Linked DNA regions of Pan troglodytes: region 2 is linked to region 1. Evidence: chromatin contacts called from public HiChIP or PLAC-seq data. All regions are on one chromosome and are shown on one strand. The core of a region is the stretch at or near the end of the contact, and the rest is flanking DNA. Distances in the headings are between cores, read along the strand shown.

What was found. HiChIP or PLAC-seq counts read pairs in DNA pulled down with a chosen protein or histone mark.
Region 2: a contact with region 1 is called in an H3K4me3 HiChIP or PLAC-seq map of stem cell-derived excitatory neurons, with 8 times the contacts expected there. The contact joins the promoter of CCND2 here to the promoter of PARP11 in region 1. A contact is called at or near these places in 4 of 7 Hi-C or Micro-C datasets (blood, induced pluripotent stem cells and stem cell-derived neural progenitor cells), 1 of 1 datasets of contacts at active chromatin or transcription factors (stem cell-derived excitatory neurons) and 1 of 1 other capture datasets (stem cell-derived neural stem cells).

Annotation. Positions count from the first base shown.
Region 1 is chr10:11,046,237-11,049,058 of NHGRI_mPanTro3-v2.0_pri, forward strand. PARP11 (poly(ADP-ribose) polymerase family member 11) reads right to left here and starts at 1,484. Exons shown (of 9, transcript XM_016922812.4): 1 at 1,173-1,484. All of the region lies in intron 1 of LOC134807542 (a long non-coding RNA gene), which reads left to right.
Region 2 is chr10:11,438,985-11,441,806 of NHGRI_mPanTro3-v2.0_pri, forward strand. CCND2 (cyclin D2) reads left to right here and starts at 1,375. Exons shown (of 5, transcript XM_001156857.7): 1 at 1,375-2,822.

The DNA of each region.
Region 1 (2,822 bases), core at 234-2,733:
AACTGGCCATAAAGAAATTCTCTAACCTACCTTGCCTGATAGTAGGTCGCTAAGACCCTCATTCCAGAAGGGTCCTTCCTCCTCCGTAGGAGGAAGAAATGATACACAGAGAGGCCAAGAAGAATCTGAACAAACAGACCTTGCTGGGTTTCCTTCCTCAGTTTATTAACATTAGAGTATATCCTTTGTCCAATCACATTTTTACACAGTTGTCTATTCTTCATGGGTCCTACGCCTAAAAACAGAGATCTCCCTGGTCTCTGAAGTGCCTGGTGGTGTAAAACTTTGATTAGATTTGCTCTGCTTTTACCTTGTTAACCTATCTTCTGTTTTAAGGAGTGGTGGCTGTGATCCTTACAATGGGTGGTGAGGAAAGGTACTAAACTTTTCTGCCCCTGCGTTGCACTTTAAATAAATAAATGTATAAAAGCAAAGTAGACAAAGACACATGAAGTCATAATGAAAATACCAGAGTCAGCCAAGGAAGAAGGCAGACTTGCAGTTGAAATGCTCCAGATCACTTTGTCCACCGAACGAAAACATCTAAGAACATACAGTCCATACTCCAAGTTTTAAACGACTGTCCACCAAGAAGGGAAAAGGAGAACTGATGGCTCCTCTTAGGCCCATTCAAGACAAGGGGGTCCCAATTCCCTTGCTTTAGACTGGTGGGACTGGCAGGTAAACCTGAGGCAAATGACTGACTACAGGTTCCAAGGCCAGTTACTCCAATTAGAAAGCAAAACACAAAGTTTCAAAAAACAGTGAAGGCAGTCGGGAGGCTGAGGCACGACAATCGCTTTAACCCGGGAGACGGAGGTTGCGGTGGGCCGAGATCACGCCACTGCACTCCAGCCTGGACAACAGTGCGAGACTCCGTCTCAAAAACAACAACAACAACAACAAATGGTGAAGGGATGAGGCTGAAACATCACGGGAAGTAAAATAAATAATTGTAACAAGAAAACAACAAAGCATTGGAGAATCCACCCAGGCACTTCCACTGCTTAAAAAGGTACAGACTGCAGAAGCCAAAAGGCCCAGGAACTCCGGTCCCGGAACTCAACACCCAGACTGAAGCGAGCGCGGGGAAGCAGTTCCGGTGACCCCCTCCCGCCCCTCTCTCATCAACCCCGCCCCCTGGGCCCGCCCCGTCCCGCCCGGCTACTCACTGGATTCGCTTCCCACATAACGGTGACAAAATCGAGCGGAGAGAGCCTGTGGGAAGGGGCTAGCCGCGGGGCCTGGGTGTTGGATTTTTTTTTTCCCGCGGGTCCCCGGGAGCGAAGGGACGGAGATGCAACCTTTACGAAGGCCTTCCTTCTCCCCCTCCCTGTCACAAGCCAGCGTTTACAGACCACCCAACCTCCCGACTTCCGCCCGACGTTGGCCAGTCAGATCTGTCTCCGCCCCACTCCCACAAGCTCGCCCCGCCCCTGCACGCTTATCCGTACGCGCGCGGGCGGTCGTCCTGGGCGGGGCTTGCGAGTCTGTGTCTGACGAAGGAGTTTAAAGGGTTTCTGGTCCAACTGTATCACCCAGTGATCTTAAAGCCACGGCTGGCTGTATTTCTTTCCTATGAAACAAATTTTTATTGATCACCGTGTAACGGCCAAGAGTCACACAGGCCTGGCAATGGCATTTGGGAGAAACTTCATAATCTTTCAATATCTTCATCCTCAAAATGGAGATGGTAGTAATATCTCCCTAAGAGTGAGATTATTGAAAGCATTTAGCACAGTATTTGGCACACAGAGTTCAATAAGTGACGGTTATTTGCTCACAAGGGAACCTTTACATACTATCCCTGCCCTCAAGATTTTATAATCTAGAAAAGAAAGCAAAAAGTAGTTTAGAAAAGTTAAAAAGTGCAATATGATTTATAGGTAATATGGTGAATAGAGAGTGCTATGCGAGCATATTTACCTAGAGTAGAGTGTCAGGAAAGCTCCCTCAAGATGTTTAAAACCATGAGGATGTATTCCTACTGATGTAAAGAGAGCTGACAGAGTGAAATAATCTTCCATGCAACAAAGGATCTACCCCATAGGAAATGAAAATTAAACAGCTCATTATAGATCCTTCTGGACTTTTCTATGCCTCTACACATTGAAAAAAATGTAATCAAAGAATACCTATAGATTTAGAACCTGATTTTTTTTTTCACTTTAAAGATTATGTGGCTATCCTTCCATTCCATTAAGTTTAAATCTGTTTCATCATTTTATTTATTTATTTAGGCAGAACCTCACTCTGTCGCCCAGGCTGGAGTGCAGTGGCGCCATTTTGGCTCACTGCAACCTCCGCCTCCCGAGTTCAAGCGATTCCCGTGCCTCAGGCTCCTGAGTAGCTGGGATTACAGATGTGCGCCACCACGTCCAGCTAATTTTTGTATTTTTAGTAGAGACAGGTTTTCGCCGTGTTGGCCACGCCAGTCTCGAACTCCTGACCCCAGGTGATCCACCTGCCTTGGCCTCCCAAAGTGCTGGGATTACAGGTGTGAGCCATCTTGCACCCGGCCATATTTTAAAGTAGACTCATGGCATTCCATAACTTATGTGTATACTACGTACACACAAATAGACACACACATTTGAAATAATCTACTGAATAGACATTTGAGTGGTTTTCTATTTTTCACTATCCCAAAAAAATCCTTCAACAGGCATTTCTTCACATTTGTCCATTTACTTCTTGGAATTAATTCTTGGAAATAAAATAGTTTAATAAGAGATTGTTTTTGCCAAATGGTTGACCAGTTGCCCCCATGTCATTTAGTGAATATTCTTTCCTCACTACTTTGAAGTGCCACTGTTAATTAC
Region 2 (2,822 bases), core at 125-2,624, 390 kb after region 1:
CGGAGTAGGGGGAGGGGGAGAGGGAAGGGGCGAGAGGGCCCTCGGCTCACTCCCGAGACGCGAGGACTCGCCACCCAGGCATTCTCCTCGGGGTGGGCTGGGCCCCGGGACGACCACCCGCTTCTTCCTCGCCCCCGCTGCCCCCACTTCGGGAGACCCAGAGCTCTGGATGCCTTTCCCCGGAGAAGGGGGGGTGTGCGGAGTCGGGGTGGAAGAGACCTTGCTCGCAGAGCTGTATCAAGTGATGTCCAGAGGCTGGGAGTCCCGGCGGCCTCTGTCCTTGCCTGTCGGGTTAGATTTATACTTTAAAAATACCTCCCGCGCTCCCTCCTTCTCTCGCCTCTCCCCGCTGCAACTTTCTTTGATCCGCTCAAATGTGGCTTAGGTGAAATTGGAGTAATTCCCTTATGGGGGTCTTAAAATGTAAGTGAATGTACTTATCCGGGGTGACTCAAAAGCTTAAGTCGGGAAGCCCAACGTGACTAAAACCAATAGGTGATTGTTCGGGGCCGACTGTGTGCGGGTGTACACGGTATTCGGCCCGGGTGTCATCCGCGGCGCTGGACTGTTTCATTTTGAGTTTGCAACTTGGGTTTTTCAGCGAGCTTTTTTTCTTCCTGAAAGCTAATGGCTTCCACAGCAATTAGACATTTTCCTCGCCCGCCCCTTCCCTCCCCTTTCTTTACATATAGGAGATGGGATACTCATTCCCGCTGCTATTGATAAGGTCGGAGGCGGCCGGGCCTCTCCCCAGGTTTCGCCCGCCCCAGCGCCCGCTCTCCCTCCGCCCTCCCTTGGCTTCCTTTTGATGTAGTGGGGAACGCGTCCTACTAAAAAAAAAAAAAAAAAAAAAAAAAAAAAAAAAGTAATCTGCCCGGTAACAATCAGCGCGCAGTAGCAGGAGCCCCAGAGCTATTGGCTATGCAAATAGAGGGAGGGGAGACGGCGCCCCAAACTCTTACTCACCCTTTTAAAGCGATATCCCCTCCTTTCCCCCCCACCACCCCTTCCGCCCCACCCTCGTTTAAAGAGGCTGGCTCCGGGGCCTGAGTTAATCGCTTGCACCTCTAGTTTATTCGCTCCCCTCCTCCGCCTTGCAGGGAACCTAGTGTACGGCTCACCCAGCCCGCGCCCCACCCCGCCTTGCTGGCTCTCCGCGCCCCTGCCCGGGCCCCCTCTCTCGGTGAGGGAGGTACTCAGTCGGCCTCGGTGTGCCCAGAGAGCTCGAGCCACGCCATGCCCGCTGCACGTGCCAGCTTGGCCAGCACATCAGGGCGCTGGTCTCTCCCCTTCCTCCTGGAGTGAAATACACCAAAGGGCACGGTGGGGGTGGGGGGTGACAGGAGGAAGGAGGTGAAGAAACGCCACCAGATCATATCTCCTGTAAAGACAGCCTTGACTCAAGGATGCGTTAGAGCACGTGTCAGGGCCGACCGTGCTGGCGGCGACTTCACCGCAGTCGGCTCCCAGGGAGAAAGCCTGGCGAGTGAGGCGCGAAACCGGAGGGGTCGGCGAGGATGCGGGCGAAGGACCGAGCGTGGAGGCCTCATGCCTCCGGGGAAAGGAAGGGGTGGTGGTGTTTGCGCAGGGGGAGCGAGGGGGAGCCGGACCTAATCCCTCACTCGCCCCCTCCCCCTCCCGGGCCATTTCCTAGAAAGCTGCATCGGTGTGGCCACGCTCAGCGCAGACACCTCGGGCGGCTTGTCAGCAGATGCAGGGGCGAGGAAGCGGGTTTTTCCTGCGTGGCCGCTGGCCGCGGGGGAACCGCTGGGAGCCCTGCCCTCGGCCTGCGGCGGCCCTAGACGCTGCACCGCGTCGCCCCACGGCGCCCGAAGAGCCCCCAGAAACACGATGGTTTCTGCTCGAGGATCACATTCTATCCCTCCAGAGAAGCACCCCCCTTCCTTCCTAATACCCACCTCTCCCTCCCTCTTCTTCCTCTGCACACACTCTGCAGGGGGGGCAGAAGGGACGTTGTTCTGGTCCCTTTAATCGGGGCTTTTGAAACAGCTTCGAAGTTATCAGGAACACAGACTTCAGGGACATGACCTTTATCTCTGGGTATGCGAGGTTGCTATTTTCTAAAATCACCCCCTCCCTTATTTTTCACTTAAGGGACCTATTTCTAAATTGTCCGAGGTCACCCCATCTTCAAATAATCTACCCTACATTCCTGGATCTTAAATACAAGGGCAGGAGGATTAGGATCCGTTTTGAAGAAGCCAAAGTTGGAGGGTCGTATTTTGGCGTGCTACACCTACAGAATGAGTGAAATTAGAGGGCAGAAATAGGAATCGGTAGTTTTTTGTGGGTTGCCCTGTCCGGGGCCCCTGGCATGCAGGGCTGGATGGAGGGAGAGGGGTGGGGGGTGGCGGGGGACCGCGTTTGAAGTTGGGTCGGGCCAGCTGCTGTTCTCCTTAATAACGAGAGGGGAAAAGGAGGGAGGGAGGGAGAGATTGAAAGGAGGAGGGGAGGACCGGGAGGGGAGGAAAGGGGAGGAGGAACCAGAGCGGGGAGCGCGGGGAGAGGGAGGAGAGCTAACTGCCCAGCCAGCTTGCGTCACCGCCTCAGAGCGGAGAAGAGCGAGCAGGGGAGAGCGAGACCAGTTTTAAGGGGAGGACCGGTGCGAGTGAGGCAGCCCCGAGGCTCTGCTCGCCCACCACCCAATCCTCGCCTCTCTTCTGCTCCACCTTCTCTCTCTGCCCTCACCTCTCCCCCGAAAACCCCCTATTTAGCCAAAGGAAGGAGGTCAGGGGAACGCTTTCCCCTCCCCTTCCAAAAAACAAAAACAGAAAAACCCTTTTCCAGGCCGGGGAAAGCAG